2 separate regions of the Macaca mulatta genome follow, and region 2 is linked to region 1. The links are chromatin contacts, called in public Hi-C maps. All regions are on one chromosome and are shown on one strand. Each heading gives the region's core, a stretch centred on a gene start, on an enhancer-like site or on the middle of the called end of the contact. The rest is flanking DNA. Distances are from core to core; before and after follow the strand shown.

Region 1 (5,006 bases), core at 1,355-3,854:
AAACACAACCATATGTTATTATCCACCAACACTAATACCTACCATCTTGTCTGCCTTTACCCATCTGTGTTGGTCTGTTCTCACCTTGCTATAAAGAAATACCTGAGGCTGAGTAATTTATAAAGAAAAGTGGGGTGGGGTGGAGCAGACACTATTTAAGCCAGTACAACATCTGACTTAGGCTAAGTCAGTCGGAGTCCTGAAACTGGGGAGCAGGGTCAGGCCCTCTTAGGTGTGAAGCTTAGAAGACGTGAGGGTAAAAGCTGCCAATGGTAGCTGGTCATGGAGGGAAGCAGCTGTGAATGAGGCTGATGCACAGAGACAAGTTGCTGGGAGAGATACAAGAGTCCCAGAGCAGCGCCCCAAGGCCCAACTCTAGCCCAACCCTATCTACAATGCAACACATCTCCTTTTTTGCCTTGGCTCGTTCAACTTGGAGTTAAGATTCTTACTACAGAAGACCTAATGCACCCATCTGCTGTGGGCTGAACCGTGCCCCCCAAATATTCATATGTGGAAGTCCTAACCCCAGCCTAGAATGTGACCTTATTTGGAAACGAGGTCATTGCAGATATATTCATAGTTAGTTAAGATGAGGTCACACTGGAGTAGCACAATCATAATCCAATATGACTGTGTCCCTATAAAAAGGGGAAATTTGGACACAGAGCCAGACACCCACATGAAGAGGATACCATGTAAAGATGAACGCAGAGATCGGGGATGTGCATCCCCAAACCAAGGAACACCAGAGATTGCCAGCAAACCCCCAGAAGCTGGAACCGAGGCTTAGAACAGATTCTCCCTCACGGCCTTGGAAGGAACCCACCCTTGCTGATACCTTGATCTCAGACCTCTGGCTTCCAGAACTGTGGGACGATACATTTGTTGTTTAAGCCACAGGTTTGGGGCTAGCCCTAGAAAACAATACGCCATCTGACCAAAGCTCCCTGCCACCCCAGGCCAGCTTGTCGGCTCTCTGGGCATTGAATTACCTGTGGTCATCACTCACCACCAACTGCCAACCCTGTGTGCCCTCAGAATTCCCCTCCTCAAATCTTACTTATCCTTCAAGGACCAGTTCAAAGCCCAAACCCCCACCACCAGGAACCCGCCTCTGAACTTCCCCTGAACTTCCCATCCATCAGCCCCACAGCTGAGGGCTTAATTGTTCTCTAATTACTCCCTCTGTGCTCGGTTCTGCCTGCTTGGCTTTGGAGGGAGGGGCACGGCGTTAACATTCTGTATATCCCCCGCTGCAGTGGCACATGGGTAAGAGAAGAGCAGTTGCTCCACAAATCTGTATTCTCTAGGTGAGCAAACCAACAAGTGGTGGGCCCCAACCTTCCCGGGGTTAGTGAATGGGGCCACTGTGGGCTGAGGCCTTTTATCTGCAGGAAGTGGGTAGGGAACAGTCCAGACACACCAGCCGATCAGAGGGCTTGGGCACGACCCCGCGCACTAGATCCCAAAAGAGGGGAGGCACCCCTCGTGCAGCCTGTGGACCGAGAGTGAACTGGTGAACACATTAGTATAATCACCCCAAACCACTGGCAAGACAAAAGACTGACAGAAGGACCAAAAGAACTATAGGATCCTGGACTGAGGAAAAATACGGCTTCCTCAAAGTCCACAGGAAACCACAAGGTCCCAAGGCCGATGAAAGCTGCGGAGGCCCGCTGGGTGGCTCTGACAGCAAGGCCAGCCCAATTGCTCGACTGAGTGCTGCCCTCTCTTCTGGGCACTGAGCTTCCATCTGAAACAGAATAGTCCAGGAGAAAGAGCACCGGATCAGGAACCAGGAGACCTGGGTTCTAGTCCTCTTTCTACCACCAACCAGTTGTGTCATTGAGCAAGTGACTGCCCCTCTCTGAGCCTCAGTTTCCTCACCTGTGAAATGTGGGGGTTGCATTAAATGATTTATAAGCCCTCACAACCCGTGAGTGATTCTCCCAGATGCCTTTTGTCCAAAGCACTTGCCACTGAACAGAAGGTGAACAGAGTCGGTATTTGTTAAACCTCAGGAAGATCGAGGCACCAGGCAAGGTGCTAGATACAAGATGAAGGCGCCAGTCTTACTGCCAAATTTCGTCCTCACAATGACTCTACACATAATAAGCACAGCTGACACTGAACTGGCATTTACCATTCACCAGGCGGTGCACTGTGGCTGGGATATAGCATCCAATCCTCACCGCAGCCCTGTTCGTGGGAAGGCTCTCTTATCATCCCTGTTTACACATGAGGAAACCAAGTCTCAGCAAAATCACAAAATTTACCCAGGATGACATAGAACATGGTGACACCGGGATTTGAGGTGCAGGACACAGGCTGGGAGCAGGGCAAAGACAGGGGACAGGCCTGCAGGAGGGCAGTGGTCACAGGGAGGAGGCCGGGCCAGATGGGCCATCAGTAGGAAGCGCAAGCCAGGGCCACCTCAACCATTGCCTTGCCTCTCCCGCAGTGACTAACGGCAGGCCATCCGTCCGCGCTGACAGCAACGCTTCCTGCCATCCATCTCCCACTAGTTAAATTGCAATTTTATGGCCAAAATCTCTCTCTCATAATTGATAAAAATCTTCTTTTGATGTCAGCATTATTGGGGGGGAAATGGGTTTTTTTCTTCTTCATTATGTTTTTAATACAAATGTATTTTTTATTGAGAGCTGCTGGGAAGGCAGGATGAGGCCCAGCTGGGAGGAGGTGATCGCACTCCCTGGCCCCCAGTTCTCCTACACATGGCTTCACAGCCACCAGATCCTTCTGTTCCATTCCCAGAATACTCATCTGGTACCCTTCTCAGGGACAGTCTAGGGAGACAAACCAGATGCCTGAACAAACAAAGGTGGTGCTCAGGACCAGGAGAAGCAAGTCTACAGATCGCCGAAGGCTTCCAGGACGGCTTCCAGGTAGCTTTGGGCCTGTGATGCAGCCTGGGCTGGTAGAGGGTGAGCTGACCTCATCTGGACCCTGCCAGCATGGGAGAACGGCACTCCAAGGGGCAGAGCCAGGGCACTCCAGGGGGCAGGGACCCCAGGGGCTGGTACAGTACCTGGCACAGAGGAGGTGCTCAGTAAATGCACATGAGTAAACAAGAGGAGGATGGGGAGAAGTTGGATCAGCGCTGGAAAGAAGGCAGCAAAGAATATGAGAGCCTGGAGGCATCTCTCCCCTGTGGGGACTGCAGGCACAGGTAGAGTCAGTCCCCAGGGTAGGAGGGGCTCTCCTACCCCCCTTCTGCTCCAACCACTTCCCTACTCCCAGTCCAGCCCAGGGCATGCTCAGCCCTGGATACAGTCCACACCTGGCCCCACCAGGATGCTGTAAGGGAAGCCGAATCTGGCTGCCACCTTACAAGTGAAGAGGGCTAGGCGAGTGGGTCCTAAATACAGCACAGCCACCAACTCCATGACTAAGGGCACCTGTGACTCCTCGTTGGCAATCTGGCCAGACTTCCACCTCCGCTCACCCCTCATCCACGGAATTAGCCCTGCCTGGAGACCAAGAGCACATACGTCAGAGTCCCTAATCCAGAGGAAAGCTGCCAAAGAGCCTTGGGAAACTGCAGCAATTAACCCTAACCAGCTGAGCTGCCCCCCAGGTAACCCCCCAAAGTGGAAGACAGAGCCCTAGAAACCCAGGCTGCTCCTTAGGGAGCCTGTGGGGATTTCCAAAAATAGCGGCGAAGGGGCTGGCCAGGTAGAGTGCTGGGTACTGATCAGGAAGAGGAAGAGAAAGGAGGATTATTCTAGCAAAACAGTACAGTCATGTGCCGCATGACCAACATTTTGGTCAACAATGGACCACACATGCAAAAGCAGTCCATTATATTAATAATACCATATTTTTACTGTACCTTTTCTATGTTTAGATAGATAAATACTCACCATTGTGTTACAATTGCCTAGATTCAAGCCTCCCCTCAGTCTCACATTCTGAAAAGAACAGGCTACACCATATACCCCAAGTATATCGTAGGCTATCCCATCTAGGTTTGTGTAAGTATGATGTTCACACAGCAACAAAATCGCCTAATTATGCATTTCTCAGAACATATCACCATCATTAAGCAACATATGACTGAATAGGGGACAGAGAGTTGTACCAGTTATCAGAAGCCCAGGTAAAGATGGAACTCTGCCATTTATGAGTCTCTCAAAACCTCAGTTCCTGTTCATATAAAGCACACAGCAGAATACACAGAAATAATAATTATTTTTTTTTTTTTAAGGCAGAGTCTCGCTCTGTGTCCCAGGCTGGAGTGCAGTGGCGTAATCTCGGCTCACTGCAAGCTCCGCCTCCCGGGTTCACGCCATTCTCCTGCCTCAGCCTCCCAAGTAGCTGGGACTACAGGCGCCCTCCACCACGCCCAGCTAATTTTTTGTATTTTTAGTAGAGACGGGGTTTCACCATGTTAGCCAGGATGGTCTCAATCTCCTGACCTCGTGATCCGCCTGCCTTGGCCTCCCAAAGTCCTGGGATTACAGGCGTGAGCCACCATGCCCGGCCACAGAGATAATTATTAACGTTTACTGACCCTTGCCCTGCAGCAAGCTTGTTCTAGGTGCTCCACAATCTTTAACTCCATCCATCCCCACATCAAGCCTAGGTGGCAGGTAGTGTTATGATTCCAATTTTAGGGATCAGGAAATGGAGGGATAGGACAGAGAGGGTAAGTATCATGCCCAAGGCCACAAAGCCAATATACAAACAGGCAGTTTGGCTCTTGCCTACCGCCAAGGCTCGCTATGAAGCTCCAGGCCGTGTGAAAGCAGACTGAGGGCACACATGTGCAATCCTGGCAGAGGGCCACGAGGGGAATTATGATGGTTAATTTTATATGTCAACCTGGCGGGTCCACGGCACCCAGATATTGGGCCAAGCATTACTCTGGATGTTTCTGTGAGGGGTTTTGTTTTTGTTTTTGTTTTGATACAGGGTGTCACTTTGTCACCTGGGAGGCTTGAGTGCAATGGAATGATCTTGCCTCACTGCAACCTCCACCT
Region 2 (5,006 bases), core at 1,102-3,601, 320 kb before region 1:
CTGTTGCTCACTTTAATAGCGAACTTCCAGCGTCCAGCCTTTTCCCCCTCTTCCAGAAGGAAGACTGACTCGCAGGATGAACCCCAGGCTGCAGAAAATGGGCCAAGAGCCCTTACTCCACTCCCCAATAACAACAACAACAAAAAAAATCAAACAATAGGAATATCTGCACAACCAGCACCCTTCTGAAATATCGTTTGCCCCATATGACTTAGGCAGATTAAGCCCGAAGATTAAAAAATAAATACCAGCCTTGCCTCCTCTCACTCCCCTCCATCCTTCCGCCACATACCCAGTAGCCCTTAGGTAAACTTGCCCATCATAACCAGCGGGACCATTTTAACTTGAAAGGCGACGCAGAAGCCCTTGAACGATGAAGGAAGGCTCTACCCAGAACGGCAAATTAATAAAGAGCTAGTTCTCCAGGCTCCCCAGACTAACCTCCAGGTGCCCCCAGATAGACTATCCTGGGTACCAAGTCACCCAGTGTGCTGGGAGTTCAAATTTCCACTGGAACCTTCATCACAAAGGCAAACGGTCATCTGACCCCCAAAACTACACTGTCCTCCAGGTGTGACAAGGAGTGTCCCCTCTCCCTCCCAGGGCCATCCACAGGACCCAGCAGAGAGAAAGAAAGAAGAATGTTGGGGTGGCTTGTAGTGGTAAAAGAAAAACTATCTCCCCAAAGCGGGAACCGAAGGAAGCGGGGAGAAGACAGCTCTTGTCCTACCAGCTCTCTTATTTGCCCTGACTCTGTCTTGCTCCATCCTAAGCTAGCTCTCAATGATCTCTGACCTTCGCATTAGAAAGAAAGTATTAAAAATAAAGATCAGAAAAAGAGGAACCCTACTTTACCTACACCCCAATAATGGTTAGCAAAAATATGATGTTCTCATTGCATGATGATATTTCTACATCCAAATTAAAAGAGGCAGGCATTTAATGGAGGAAGGGAAAATTTTATTTTTTTTAACAAGTAATCACAGGGTAAGTCACCTGCAAAGCAGTCGAGCCCTTAGGTTGGTATTACATCACTGGCCTAAGAAGGGATGGGGGGTGGGGGGACACATTTTTTTCCTTGTCATCAGGCTGATGTTTCTAAAGCAGTTAAGTTTTGTGGTTAAAAAAGAAAGAGGGAAAGAGCTGAAACTCTGGGTACAGCACAATGCCTGGAAAAAACAATACATCGAACCAGGCTTTAAGGTCACTGAGAGCTTGCAAAACCCACAGTGCTTACACAGGGTGGAAGTTTTCAGGCAAGCCTGCTACTAAATCATTAATATAAACAAATGGAAGGCAGTGGAGGAAGATTCCCTTGTAACCGATCCAAACAGGAGCACATACCCGCGCACACACACACACACACTCACACACACTCCCTTTTCACCTTCTCCAAGTATGCCCACTTTCATAAGACAGGAGTCCAACCTGAATTTTTAGACTCTAGAACCACCTCCTCACACCCCCTCAAAAAAAAAAGCACACACTCTCACATACACCTCAGTTCCTCAACAGCTAGGGAAATCCCTGTCTCAATTCAATTTTGTTTTCTTGTGATCCTCAGAGTGTCCCTTCTCTTTCTCATTTTAACCAGCCCAAATAAATAAATGAATAAATGAGGGGGGAAGTGGTTACAAAATGTCAAAAAAAAAGTAGCTGCCCAAAATGAAGTGATGAGCACACATCATTTCAGACTAACAATTCAAGCAAATAGGAGAAATACTCAAAAAAAAAAAAAAAAAAAAAAGATAAAAATCTAAAACATTCTCTGACTTTTCCAACATCTGGAGGAAAAGGACCCAACTTCCAGGCGAAACTGAAGGAAAAGAAAGGCAGTTGAAAAGCCATTTCCACAGTCAGCCAAGGCTCACGGCATTCAAAAAAAAAAAAAAAAAAATCTAGGTTGGTCGCTCCCAACTGAAAACTTCTACCCTCTCAGGAGCAACCTCTTCCCAGAACGGACAAGAACCTTGAGTTGTTTCATACCCTGACTGCCTTCTTTTCCCCGCAAACCTTACCTTTCCAGTTGAACAGAAGATTTGGGATCTGTCTGTATGTCTGTTTGATGTTTAATCAACTGAGTTTGCCGGGTTTGTTTCCTCTTTGGGGAGGTTCAAATTCCAGAATCTTTCTCTCTCCTTTTCCTCTCTCTCTGGGAGGGAGTGGCAGGGAAGAAGGGAGGGGTTGTTGGAGGTGCGAAGCGCAGGTCCTTGGTGGCTGGAGATGCCGAGGCTGAGAGAGGGGAGGACAGGTTACCTCTCCCTCTCAGTGAGTTGCATGCAAGAGGCGATGTGTAGGGCTGAGCGCTGAGCCTGAGACTGCCGGAGGAGCCCAGGAATTTCACGCACTCCAGAGCCGGCCCCTCCCTCTCCCACACAGACCCCAGCATTTAAAGAGACAGTCAGGCCGCCTGGCTCAGGGCTTCACCTCCTCCCTGACTGTTTTGCAAACAGCTGAGAAGATATCATCAGGGAGGGGCAGTCTGTAGCCCCCACAACTAAGAGGCAGTGTCTGAGCTCAGTCCTCTTCTTACTCCAGCCTGAGAGTAGAGTTCTTCCCTAGAACTGGAGCAGGAATTAATATAAAGACAAAATTCTCATTTACAGTTTCAGCAGACCAAACCACTTCCCACTGCTGAGGATGTGTGTGTCTCCTTGCAGACTGAGGGACTCTAACCTACAAGTGTGCCTCGGTTTCCCTGAGTAGTTGCTCTTCCTTGCAAAATCAGGGCAATCCTTGAGCATCTAGTGGAGGTCAGGGCTGTAACTAGGACACAAATCTATTCCTTCAACAAGCACTTTGAATGCCTGCTTAGGATGAGGCATAGTGCAAGGGGCTGGGAACATAAAAATTACAGTGATAAATGGGGCTTCCTCTCTCAGAGCCCCTAGCAGCAAAGACAGACCCAGGCACAGCCCATCCTATCCTAAGGGGCTGCCAGCTAAGAGTCAGAGGCCCGAATCAAGTGTTTTGGTGACTCAGGAAGATGGCTCTGTTTTGTGGCTTGCACTCCGAGCTCTGAGCCTAGACAATTCCACCGCACCCCTAAACCCTTGAAAATCCACTGCCAGCCTTGACAAACTAGTTCATGTCTGTGGAAACGTTTCCCCAGTCAAACCTAAACGAGAGATGACAGTCGGTGGCACCTAATACCAAGGTTTTGCTCAGCATCAGGCCCTGGCACCTCATGTGAAAATGCAGCCCCAAACTCCTTTCTTCTCCAGCTCCCTTTTTAAGGGCTGCACTGGCATGCCTTCCCTTGGACCAGCACCAATCCACTAATAGCCGTCGAGCACTTACCATACGCCATCACGTGGTTCATCTCATTCAGTCCAGCAAGGTTTGTGCTGTTTGACAGTTGCAGTCCATTTCACAGTCTTAAAAATTGATGCTTTAGAGAGGTTGCCCAAGGTCACACAGCTGGAAGCTGCTGAGAATGAATTTGAACTCAAGTCTATCCAACTCCAGAGCCTGCCTGCTTAGCCACAGTACTCTATTGCTTCCTGGCCAAGGATGGTAGTTCTTATATTTCTGACTTTTACTGGACATCCTTGCAGCATCCTAGCACTTTCCCGACCCGGCAAACTTTAATAGCACATGTACCCGGCATCATGCTCATGAGAAATAAAATGAATCTATCAAGGTCGGAACCCCAAGGACTCCAGTAAGCATTGGAGGAGGACAGAAATGTGTTTCTATAAAACAAGGGGAAAATAATCATGAGAGCAATGTAAAGGAAAGTCTATGGGACTGTTGATAAACAAGTGATTAATTTTGATTTGGAGGTGGGGGATATCAAGGCAAGCTTGGTGGACTAAAGTGGCGTCTAGGCTGGGACTAGACAGACACATGTACTTCCATCATTACTAGCCTACTTTTCAGTCTGTTTTACCTTTCAGATCACAATCTCATTTTCTTATGTGTCTTCGGGTCTCCAACCTTCAACACCTCCACAGTATCCAGCAGTTTTAGGAATACAAACAAACATGCCTTCATGGATTAATTTTATATGACATCTGATCTCCCACCTATTTACTCTAGACCTGAACTTCCCTGGCCAGCGGTTCCATATCCTCCTTACCTGGCCTTCCTGGAAGGCTCTGCACCAAATTTGTCCACAGAATGTGGAAGGGAAGTTCAGAAGGCACAGTGCGTGGGATTGCCCTAGATGTCAGGAGTTCCTGGGGGAAGAATCATGTAAAGGAGCCGCCATAATGCAGCAGGACATCAGGAACAGCCAGGGAAACTGTACACTCATTTTGGGGGCAGCAGGAAGAGACCTGAAGGACCTAAGGGATGAGAGGGCAGAAGCCTCAAGGGAGAGCCTGAGGACTCAGCGCCCTGCAGATGTCAGTGCCCATGGGATTCCTGTAGCAAACACCAGCCTAGGAAGGACATCCCTGTGAGAAGTGTGTCTGCAGAACAGCCTAGAGGTTAAGGGACATACCTGGATTCCAATCCCATCTGGGCCACCTAAATTCCTTGTGATTTGAATAACTGTCTTTACCTTCTACAAGTCTTAGCATCCTATAAAATGGAGGTCACCTGTACTTACTTCATAGAGTTGTTCTGAGAAACAACTAATAAAATACTCATAGGACGCCTGCCCCACAGAAGTACTCAACAGATGTTCACTACCCCAGCCCACAGGTCTGCATTTGCCCCTGCATGGGATTACTAACTGTGGACTGCCCCCTATAGTTGGCATTCCTTTATTTCAAGTTATTATATCTCTTTTAATAATTTAGCTTATTATTTACGGTATCACTGTAGTCACTATTATTTACTTCTTTTTACCCCCTTTGATTTCTAACCTACTTTAACTTGTATATTTTGAATATATTTTTATTATCATTTTATTCTGTTTTGTACTTTCTTAGGCTTTTTAAATGTTATTTATCTTTCAATTACTCCAGTGTATTCTTTTAGTGTGCCTTTTATCATGAAATCTGTGGGCTCATTTTGTCTCATTCCTCTATACCATTTTAGTTAACTACCACTCGGCT

Evidence for each region. A called contact is a pair of places that touch in the nucleus more often than the background predicts.
Region 2: a Hi-C map of fetal cortex germinal zone shows a contact between it and region 1, with 2.6 times the contacts expected there. The contact joins the enhancer-like site here to the promoter of ALKBH1 in region 1. A contact is called at or near these places in 2 of 14 Hi-C or Micro-C datasets (fetal cortex germinal zone and liver).

What each region holds. Positions count from the first base shown.
Region 1 is chr7:151,082,174-151,087,179 of T2T-MMU8v2.0, reverse strand. ALKBH1 (alkB homolog 1, histone H2A dioxygenase) reads left to right here and starts at 2,604. Exons shown (of 7, transcript XM_077941561.1): 1 at 2,604-2,607. All of the region lies in intron 4 of ADCK1 (aarF domain containing kinase 1), which reads right to left.
Region 2 is chr7:151,400,441-151,405,446 of T2T-MMU8v2.0, reverse strand. No RefSeq gene overlaps it. Among named protein-coding and RNA genes, the nearest start is that of NRXN3, 250 kb to the left of the region's middle. Within about 2 kb of position 2,351, at least 14 of the 40 cell types and tissues checked have an H3K27ac peak or open chromatin away from gene starts, as enhancers often do. A contact at or near this core is called in fetal cortex germinal zone, where this site is marked.